2 separate regions of the Xenopus laevis genome follow, and region 1 is linked to region 2. A link is a contact called in public Hi-C data. All regions are on one chromosome and are shown on one strand. The core of a region is the stretch at or near the end of the contact, and the rest is flanking DNA. Distances in the headings are between cores, read along the strand shown.

Region 1 (4,976 bases), core at 820-3,319, 45 kb after region 2:
CAACCGAAACGTTACACTAATTCCAGCAGTGGAACACAAAAGTTTATGTAGTAAGGTAGCCAATTTTATATAAAGCCAGCGTGGCTACTTTGGGAGAGAGAAAAGCTTTTTTTGCAGCCCATGTTGCTCAGAGCAACATGATATAAACATATATTGAATAACCTAATAATTTTAGAGCCAGGGGAATCATGGTTATCAGTCTGCTAGTATTTGACCTACCCACACTTACGGCATAAAAAGAGCAAACCGAGTGAGCACTTTCCGGATACATCATAACCTTGTAATAAAGGAAGACATATGGCTCACACCATACATAGCTGCCAACATCTGAAAAACGATTGCCAGGAACACTTTGCAGCTGCCTCAAATAGGATATGCAGTAAAAGGGAGCAACAGTAGACTGTACTCGCCATTTCTGAACAGACATTATAATTTACCCAGCATTAACGCTTGCTCTCTAGCCAAAGGAAGTGCTCACATAAGTGATTTTGTCTCTGAAAACTCTACAAACATACATTGGCAGACGTTAGTGGAGCAACGTGTGGGGTCTCCTAGGTTGCCATCTGGCCGGTATCTTACCGGCCTGGTCGGTAAAAATGATGGCTGATCCCTATGTTATTAATAGGGAAAGATGATAAATATATAGGAATGCCGGCATTGTTTCCCAGAAAAGGTGGCAACCCTAGCTCGGGCTGTCACTGTTCAGTTGTACTGACTATATTGGAGTACAATATATTTAAAAAAGGTATCATTTCCCTCAATTGACACAGAACCAATTCCAATCTCCAGCTGTGAAACCTTCTGTTTTTTGTAGAATACCAACAACCTCCCATCTGTGTCTTTTACGCAGAGAAGGAGACCAAAATTTGCCCTTCCATCCAGTACATTTTCTGTCGGCATTTCAATATTTTCACCATAACCAGTTGCACAACCAGTTTCTGAAGTGCAACCCTACTCATGGCATTATTCCTAGTACACGTTCTCCTTAGTAAGGTTGTCAGTGTGCATGGCTCCTGCTACCAAGCCCTGACACACATACAATCCCTATGATGAAGGGTTTCAATCTGCAGGTACACACACACACACCATTGCGTGGAAAGCATATGCCACACGCACATTCAATGCCATGTGGATTGTCTCTGTGCGTATGTCCGGATTAGGAGGAGGGATGAGCTGGCAACACTAAACGGTTCCACGTAGTAAAATTCACTTCACGTGTAAACAACACAATATACGCTTCCCATAAAGTATAGAGTCGAATGATATGAATCTAACGTCACTATTAATTCGATTTTCAGCTGCTCAAGAGGGCCAAGTAGGCGGTGGCCCCAGTAGCAGGCCCCAACCCCACCCCCAACATGTTTACAATCTCAAATGAAGAGGCCTAGCTCACCGCACCGAGCCGGCCGCCTCCATTTTAGCAGTGTGCGTCTGCCCTCACAGAGGCCTGAAACGTCAAATGCAAACAACACCCCTACCAAATAAAAACTATAAGCAAAAGCGGCTACATTTCTACACAGAAGTCTGGAAATCAAACATGCTGATCACTAAGCGTTATTAAACAACTACCAGACCCGCCTTTTGACAAGGGGCGCTCTGGGAGTTGTAGTAGGTTGGACTCCCATAGAATAACGTGTGTAACTAAGAGAAAGAACTCATCACTAGGTTGCTATTTAAGTGTAAGCAGAGAACTCCATACCGCTCCCTAGTATGGTTACACATGGAATATTTATACACCAAATATCATACTCACTTTTGCCGTCGCTTTGGTCGCACAGAATAAGCATAAAAATGGTGATTATTCCCACAAGTGACTTCCAGCCCACCTTGCTATTGGGGTTATTATTGGGGTGCCCCTCACCCCTCAATACACCCTGTCCCATGCCTATAGCTCAGCTCCCCCACCTTGTAGTAGTATTTCCCCAGCAGCAGCTATAGGGGGGGAGTCTGGCTTACTAAAATTGGCAAGGACAAAAGGTAAAAAAAAAAATAATTAAAAATCCAATTAAGAACAAAAAACAATGTCCCTAAGTAAGGTCTTTATTTAATGCTGTGATTGTGACAGCTCAGATACTGAGGCAGCATGGTTTATAAAAGCAGCTTCTAGAAAGGAATCTACATATATGTAAATACAGATTTCCGCTCCAAATACAACGTGATTAGGTTTGGAATCCCTCCAGATATTCTTATTTTGGAAATCCCCTCTCTTGTCAGCTGGGGATTCTCTTTAGAAATACTTGTATTGTTTTGTTTTTTCCCCAAGCCGCCACTGAGCTTTTTTTTAAAAAAAAAAAAAAAAAAAATATTCAAATCCTGTAAAAAAATATTTATGGAAAAAAAAAAACTTTCTCCCAAGGAAATCGGTTTAAAAAAAAAAAGGGAAACAAATCTTTTTCCTTTCCTGTGTTCTCATAAACTGTGTTTCCACCCCAAAATAAGCAAAAGGAGGAGGAGGAGGGGGTGAGAAGAGAATATTTCCTGATGATTAATTCGGGCTGTATCCGCAATATGGACAATGCCAAGCTGTGCTGCTGGGGTCGTGCATGTGTGGATTCTTCTATGGGGCCCAGCGCATGATCCTCAAACACTTGATCGCTCCGTGTGTCTTCAGCCCCCGAGACACTGCCGCAAGAATCTCGTTGATCTGTAGCTCCCTGATCTGGAATCCTGGCACCGTGTTCCTTCTTCCGTTTTCCCTCCGCCCAGGGAATTATAGACGGGGAAAAGTGTGTAAAAACAAACGAGAGATTAGTGCTAAAAAATAACCATGAACATATATGTTACTAGTTCTTTGCAAAGTCTCTCCCCCCACCCTTTCCCAGCCAGTATCCAACCAGTAAACAAGAGCTGTTAGTCAGCTGGGAGAGAAGAACTGGCTTGTGTAAAAACCTGGCCCGGAGCACGGCTAACAGAATGGATTCCCTTCCTCCTATTTCTACTGGATTGATTCACAAACACTTCAAAGCACAACCATAACAATTCCCAAGGACATAGTTAGGAGAAAACTGGGTGAATTGGAAGCAAAACAAGCCTGGGGCATGTTAGTTTATTCTTAACTGTTTTTTTTTGTGTTTTAAATAAATTGCTTATACTTTGTGAAAAGTGGATGAAGTTGAAGTTGTTTTACAGGTTATTATTGTTAGTTTATACATAGAGGATCATTGGCTGACGGAAAACACAGCTTAGAAATATGTATATGTATTCTAACACAGACAAAACAGCTATAGGGATGGTCTAAACCCAAGAGCTTACAGGTGATTTAATGTGTTTTATTTGTTTTGCTGCGCTAAAATATAATTGTATTAGCAAAACAGCCACAGCACAGACCAACAAGTCATTTAAGGGGGCAAGTACTTTGGAAGTCACATGCAGGTCTGGACTGGCAATCTGTCTGTTCTGGCAAATGCTGCTATAAGGTGCCATAGAAAGTCGGTATTTAGTGGGCTGGTTGGGGCTGTTTGGGCCTCTTTATGGGCTGATTGGGCCTTTGTTTACCTGAAATGCCAGGGCCTATTTTGACTCTCAGTCCAGACCTGGTCACATGACATTGTTACTGTTTTTTTAGTCTACAAGTCTATAGTGCTGTGTTTTAGAATATATGTCTTAGTCTATAGTGATTGAGAATATATATATGTATATGTTTCTCAGCAACAGACATACTCCATGGCTTAATAATGGGGTGAAAGTAAAGAAAAATTTGTCAACATTTTGGTCCCACTTTGGACCTTTCCCAAGACACATAATATACAAAAACAGAAATGAATGAAGCAGCACTCGAATAATGCAAAAAAGTGTATTAAAAAGTTAGTACATCGGATAGCGTTCATTTGGCATGTGATGTACTAACTTTTTAATTAGAGTGCTGCTTCATTCATTTCTATTTTTGTATGTGTGTATATATATATATATATATATATACAGTCCGAAGCTGGTGCACTCGTTACACAAAGGTAATGCCTGGGTGCTGGTTAGAAACAATCATCTGTAGTGCACAAAAGAACCGCACACACAGGTCTTTGTAGTGAAGAAAATAGTTTGCTTTATTGCGACGTTTCGGCTCCTAAACTCGAGCTTCCTGATGACGGCTCGAGTTTAGGAGCCGAAACGTCGCAATAAAGCAAACTATTTTCTTCACTACAAAGACCTGTGTGTGCGGTTCTTTTGTGCACTATATATATATATATATATATATATATATATATATATATATATATATATATATATATATATGTGTGTGTGTATTAAAAAGTTAGTACATCACATAGCGTTCATTTGGCATGTGATGTACTAACTTTTTAATACTCAGATCCGGATTTCTTAGATGTGGGTGCTGGTTCAAATATTATGTATAGCTTTCACATAGAGCCGTACACCATTTTTTCTAGTGAATCAGATATTTATTTGCGTAAGTCTGTTTTCCAACTTTCGGCCCTCTTTAGGGCCTTTCTCAAGTTATCACTGCACCGAAGGAGGGCCGAAATGTTGAAACACAGACTTATGCAAATAAATATTATCTGATTCACTAGAAAAAATGGTGTGCGGCTCTATGTGAAAGCTAGATATATATATATATATATATATATATATATATATATATATATATACACATGTTCTGCAACATTATTTCTTAAAAACTTACACATGTGGGTTGAAACCAAGGTCATATACACAAGAGAATCTCTTTTTACCCATCAAAGTATGCGTTGTTTCCTGCTGTTTAATGGTTATCTAACATACATGGAAAAAAAACAGCAAAAAAATAGGACACTATGTTTATCTAAATATATAAGAATGCAGTACAGAGTCTGCTATTTTCTGTCATGTAATGGTGACCTGTACTTTTTTGCTTTATCACAGAAGATTCTTTCAGAGTTTAAGCTTTTTTGGGAACTGCAACTCCCAGCATCTTCAGAAGTCTGCAAAGAGGATACCGGGGCTCTAATTTTGCAACAAATTGAGTTCTGAGGATAGGTTAT
Region 2 (4,920 bases), core at 1,402-3,901:
TGATAAGACTACCGTTGATTACTGTGCACCCTCTTAATTCTTGAGCAGATGTCACAGAGTCAATGGTCTTGACATTCTGGAAGATGGTGCAAACTTTGGGGCAAGGTCCTGCGCATGGTGTACAAGTACGGCTGTAGAGAGAAGGTACATTAAGAAATTAGAAATATCATACTTCCAAAAAATAACATATTATGGTGGGTTTTAATTATTGCATTAAAATTTCAGTTTTCAATGCACCTTAAACTGCAGTTCAGCTGCCACAGATGTTTATTCCATAGGTACAAGGAGATTTTTGCATAACAATCATGGCAGCAGGATATAGAGCTGCATTTTCTCATTTTACAATTTCTTTAGGGCAATTGGAATGGCAAGGGCCAGTACAACTGTTCACATATCATAACTATCCTATAGAGATTTTATATAGAGAGAGAGAAAAAGAGAGAGAAGTCCCACTGTGATGCACAATAAAAGATAGAAATTGCACAATAATTGGAGTGTGAGTTCATCTTGGTACTGTATATACACAGTATATTTATCCTATAAAGATTATATATATATATATATATATATATATATATATATATATATATATATATATATATATATATATATATATATATATATATATATTTTACACACACATACAGTAGAACCCTGATTTTTCGGTTTCCCTGAATATACACGTTTCTTTCCCCATACAGACAAGTGCCATTTCCCCCCTAGATTTGTTGTTTTCCTGGAATTAATGCCATTTGGACGCTGTCCCTTAGGAAACATAAAATTGGGGTTCTACTCTATTATTATATATATTTTTTACATACATGGTATAACAGTATTTAACACCCATAGGTATAATTATTATTATTCTTTAAAAAGCCATCTAAACATTCCCAAAACAACACTTCTTAGTATTATAAGCTCACATAATGCTGTACACTTGTATGGAAAAAGACCCCCTCTAAACTAAACTACAATATTAAAATTCAGAATAGTAGAAAATATTGGAGCTATTTAGAACACCTTGTGCACCTCTAAGCATATTAATGATGGTAATCGACACTTGGCACAAAGAAGCCACTACTTACGTGGTTGAGTTGGCAATATAGCCTGATGGGCAATCTGGCATGCACTCTCCCTTGTGGATGACGTATGGAGGACAGGAGTTATCCCGTGAATTTTGGCACCTGCTGTTCAATTCTTGACAGGTATTGAAGTCAATGCAGCGCCAACCCTGGAACTGGTAAGACCCTTTGGGACATGCAGTGACACATACACCCTCATTCTGGAAATGCCGGCAGGCGGTACACTCAGATGGATCATTAGGCTTGCGGCAGCTTCCTAGGCACTCTGGGTGGCAGCACTGTCCATCTGGCAAACAACCACTCCCCTTGCAATCTGAAGGGCACACTGTGCACAGAACAGAGAAAGTTTGTAAGAAAGTGAGCACATAGAACCAGTACTTTCAGTTTGTACAAATTGTCATTTTTTTTCTAGTCAATGGCTGGTTTTTCCCTACACAATAGAATGGATAGTAGCAGTAGTCGTCCCTTTTCAGATCTGCCTCTCGTGCCAACACTGTTGTTAGCTACTTAGCAAGCGACAAAGCAATTGGTCTGTATGCACACATTACTAAAGTACAAAAGTGTTATTGATTATGTTGTCAACTATATACACAAATGAAAGTTGACATTGAAGGTAAAAACTCGTTCCAGGATCCCCACAATTTCCACAGACCTTTACACAAGGGTGTATAAGGGTAACTGGGCCACTATATGAAAAAAAGATGTCTAGTACAAAGACTGAGCAACCTACAGTTACCCTTAATCAGGGAGTAACAGAGATTAGAAAACACAGTGATAGTAGGATAGCAGATTTCTATGTTATCACCCACAGTCGGCCAAAATGCTGTAGTACAACTGCGCACAGCACACTGATAGCTGCATGCTATCAAGGGATGCTGATAGTTGTAGTTCAACAACATGCAGGGTACTGGACCAGAGTATACTCTTTCCAACCTCTGTAAAAAATATACATTCAATCTCAGTTGTTGATGTGTGTGCTTAATGCAATATTCTTGAACCAATGGCCCCTACAGTAATTCTGAACAGTACTAGGATGTTAACGGTTATTAAAACAAATCTGCAATGATGAAATATCTGGTAAAACAAAAAAACAGTGGGTTTTTTAAATGAGAAATCCTGATTTGGGTGAACTCAGAACCTGTCATTCTGCAAATGGCATACATGGGGTGAGAAGGCAGCTTGCCTCACTGAGCTCACTGAAGGAAATGTTAGTAACGGGTTTCCAATGTATCACAGGTGCAGCTTTAGTAGGAACAGCGGTTATTCTTTATATTTATCAAGGCAGGTAGAGATGCTGAAGAGATATATAGGTATTGCTATCTGGCAGCTACTTGCAGGCACAAACACACACACGCTCCACAAAACACACACGGATATAGATATAGATATAGATAGATATATATATATATATATACACACACACACAAATACGCAATGATTACAAAACCACATACTATTATCTTCCAGCTCCAGGCTTATTCCAATCCAGAACTTTGCTGTTGCCCAAGCGCCGCCCTCACCCTTAGCCAATCCCATGGCAGCTGGAAACAGACCAACCTGGGATCTGCCCTCCTCCCTCCCTCATCCCAGCTCTCCTCAGCTGCTCCCCCTCCACCAAATACTGGATGTACAGAAAAGAAACTACGCGATTAACCCCTTTAATGCCAGCGCAAGGTTTAGATAGAATCAGCTCATCCAATGAAGGTAAACATCCATTCAACATAGCACTAAACACTTTTAAATTAAATGACTCACACAGGGAGGGATTAATCTTGCTACTGCTGCGGAACACACACACATAGCAACAAATATTTGCACAAAGTGACATGCAGTTCAGCCCGCGGAGCTGCCTAAAAGGATTCCTAGGAAAGGCAAAGTGACTACCGATATCACATACATGGTGAGGCACACTCTCTCATCATAAGCGGATGTGCTGCTTTACTGCCTGTCCTGTTTACTTAGATTGAGGAACAAGGATTAAAGCTGTTTTGGAACTGACTGAGAAAGTAGCAACACCTCCCAGAGCTCCAGCTGCTGTGAGCCTATGAACTACACATCCCAGCATCCTCTTCATGCCACCATCTGAATGAAAATTCTACGTGTAATAGAGACAATGCTGCAAAATGACATCTTAGTCATAGATCAGCTGTCCTTAGAGCAGACCAAATTATTTGACAATATCTCTATGGTCAGACTCCAATAAAAAATTGTAATGACCCCCTGGATAAGTCTAGGTAGAAATTTCATTATGGAAGTTTGAGCAAACGTACTTCGTCATTTTGATATGTTCCTAGAAAAAAAATTTACTATCTACATTACTTAGCTACTACAAACCTCCTTATTCTAACCCTAACCTGAATCTGGAACCTTACATGATGATTAAATTATAATAAAATCTGCAGGAAATATATAGTGAATAAAGTACCCCCTGTTGTAAAATATAAGGATATTATAAGTTACCAAGGAGTTTCATGACCATATAAAAACACGAGGCCGTAGGCCGAGTGTTTTTATACAGGTCATGGAACTCCGAGGTAACTTATAATATCCTCATATTTTACAACAGGGGGTACTTTATTTATTATAATACACAAGTTTCAGTGAGTCATGTGACAGAAATGACATCAGAACTCACCGTTTATAACTGATGACATCAGAACTCACTGTTTATAAGGATATAATTTACAGGATATTCATGGCTTTTGTGTATTATAAATGTATAAATTATTTTTAAAGACTGTTCCCCTAGGCTTGGGTCACTGTGACCTGTGTGGTAAATACATACATGTCTGCATCTAACTACAACTACCACAGTGCTCTGGCAGCCACAAATCCTCTTATAAATAAGAAACACCTGGGATTCACAGGACAGAGATCTCCCCCAAATCCTGCTACCACCATAAAATATGCCAAAACCTGCAAATGTAGGTTGCAGTGATAAACATTTAAAAGTTACCCAGACCTCACAGTATACTCAATAACTGAACATTTTTTGCCGCAGCTTAAAGCAGTTATTTCTTCAAAAGATTACAAAGAATAAATAGTAAAACCCCTTTTTTTCCCAGTAACCCAATCCAGGGCCTTTAGACAGGCTGGTAATTCCAGCCATGCTGCATACCAAAGGCAGGAGCGTCTGAAGCGTCAAAATGGAGCCCTTATAGAAACACAAAAATAAGGAGGTATTTAATAAATATACAGAAACAAAATATTTTGATGAATTTATGAGACAGGGTAGAACAGTAATATTCACAGGCAGCATCTGTTAATGCTTCCAGTGCCTTCACAGAGCGTTGTATGTCCATTATTGCATGGTCTGATTTTTGACATTCTTTTACTTATATGCTTCCTGTTATGTGTCAACTGGTACATAAATACCCTTAAGGGCTCTTACACACTGGCTCCTAAAAATGCATGTTGAGCTCATCAAATGCAAATATTGTGTTTGTATACCTTTTTAAATGCAACCAAGTGAGTTTTTGTGAGGCCAACCTGCAGGTCTCTATCATATTGTAATATAGAATGGATTGTATTATGAATATACTGGAGAGTACAACAGGCAGAATATATAATGGAATCATTATATATATTACTAAGGATGCACCGAATCCACTATTTTGGATTCGGCCGAATACCGAACGGAATCCTAATTTGCATATGCAAATTGGGGGTGGGAAGGGAAAAACATTTTTTTACTTCCTTGTTTTGTGACAAAAAGTCCTGCGATTCCCCCCCAACTAATTTGCATATGCAAATTAGGATTCCGTTCAGCCGGGCAGAAGGATTCGGCCGAATCTGAATACAGCTGAAAAAGGCTGAATCCAAATACAGCTGAAAAGGC

What was found. Hi-C and Micro-C count contacts between places; a contact is called where the count stands out from the background.
Region 1: a contact with region 2 is called in a Hi-C map of the XL177 cell line, with 2.2 times the contacts expected there. The contact joins the promoter of insr.L here to the enhancer-like site in region 2. A contact is called at or near these places in 2 of 4 Hi-C or Micro-C datasets (the XL177 cell line and the XTC cell line).

The regions. Positions count from the first base shown.
Region 1 is chr1L:121,593,008-121,597,983 of Xenopus_laevis_v10.1, forward strand. It overlaps insr.L (insulin receptor L homeolog), which reads right to left and starts at 2,070. Exons shown (of 21, transcript NM_001088233.1): 1 at 1,754-2,070. The coding sequence starts at 1,883.
Region 2 is chr1L:121,547,735-121,552,654 of Xenopus_laevis_v10.1, forward strand. It overlaps insr.L (insulin receptor L homeolog), which reads right to left. Exons shown (of 21, transcript NM_001088233.1): 3 at 1,086-1,407; 4 at 1-131. Among protein-coding and RNA genes, the nearest start is that of LOC108696815, 32 kb to the left of the region's middle. Within about 2 kb of position 2,652, at least 1 of the 7 cell types and tissues checked has an H3K27ac peak or open chromatin away from gene starts, as enhancers often do.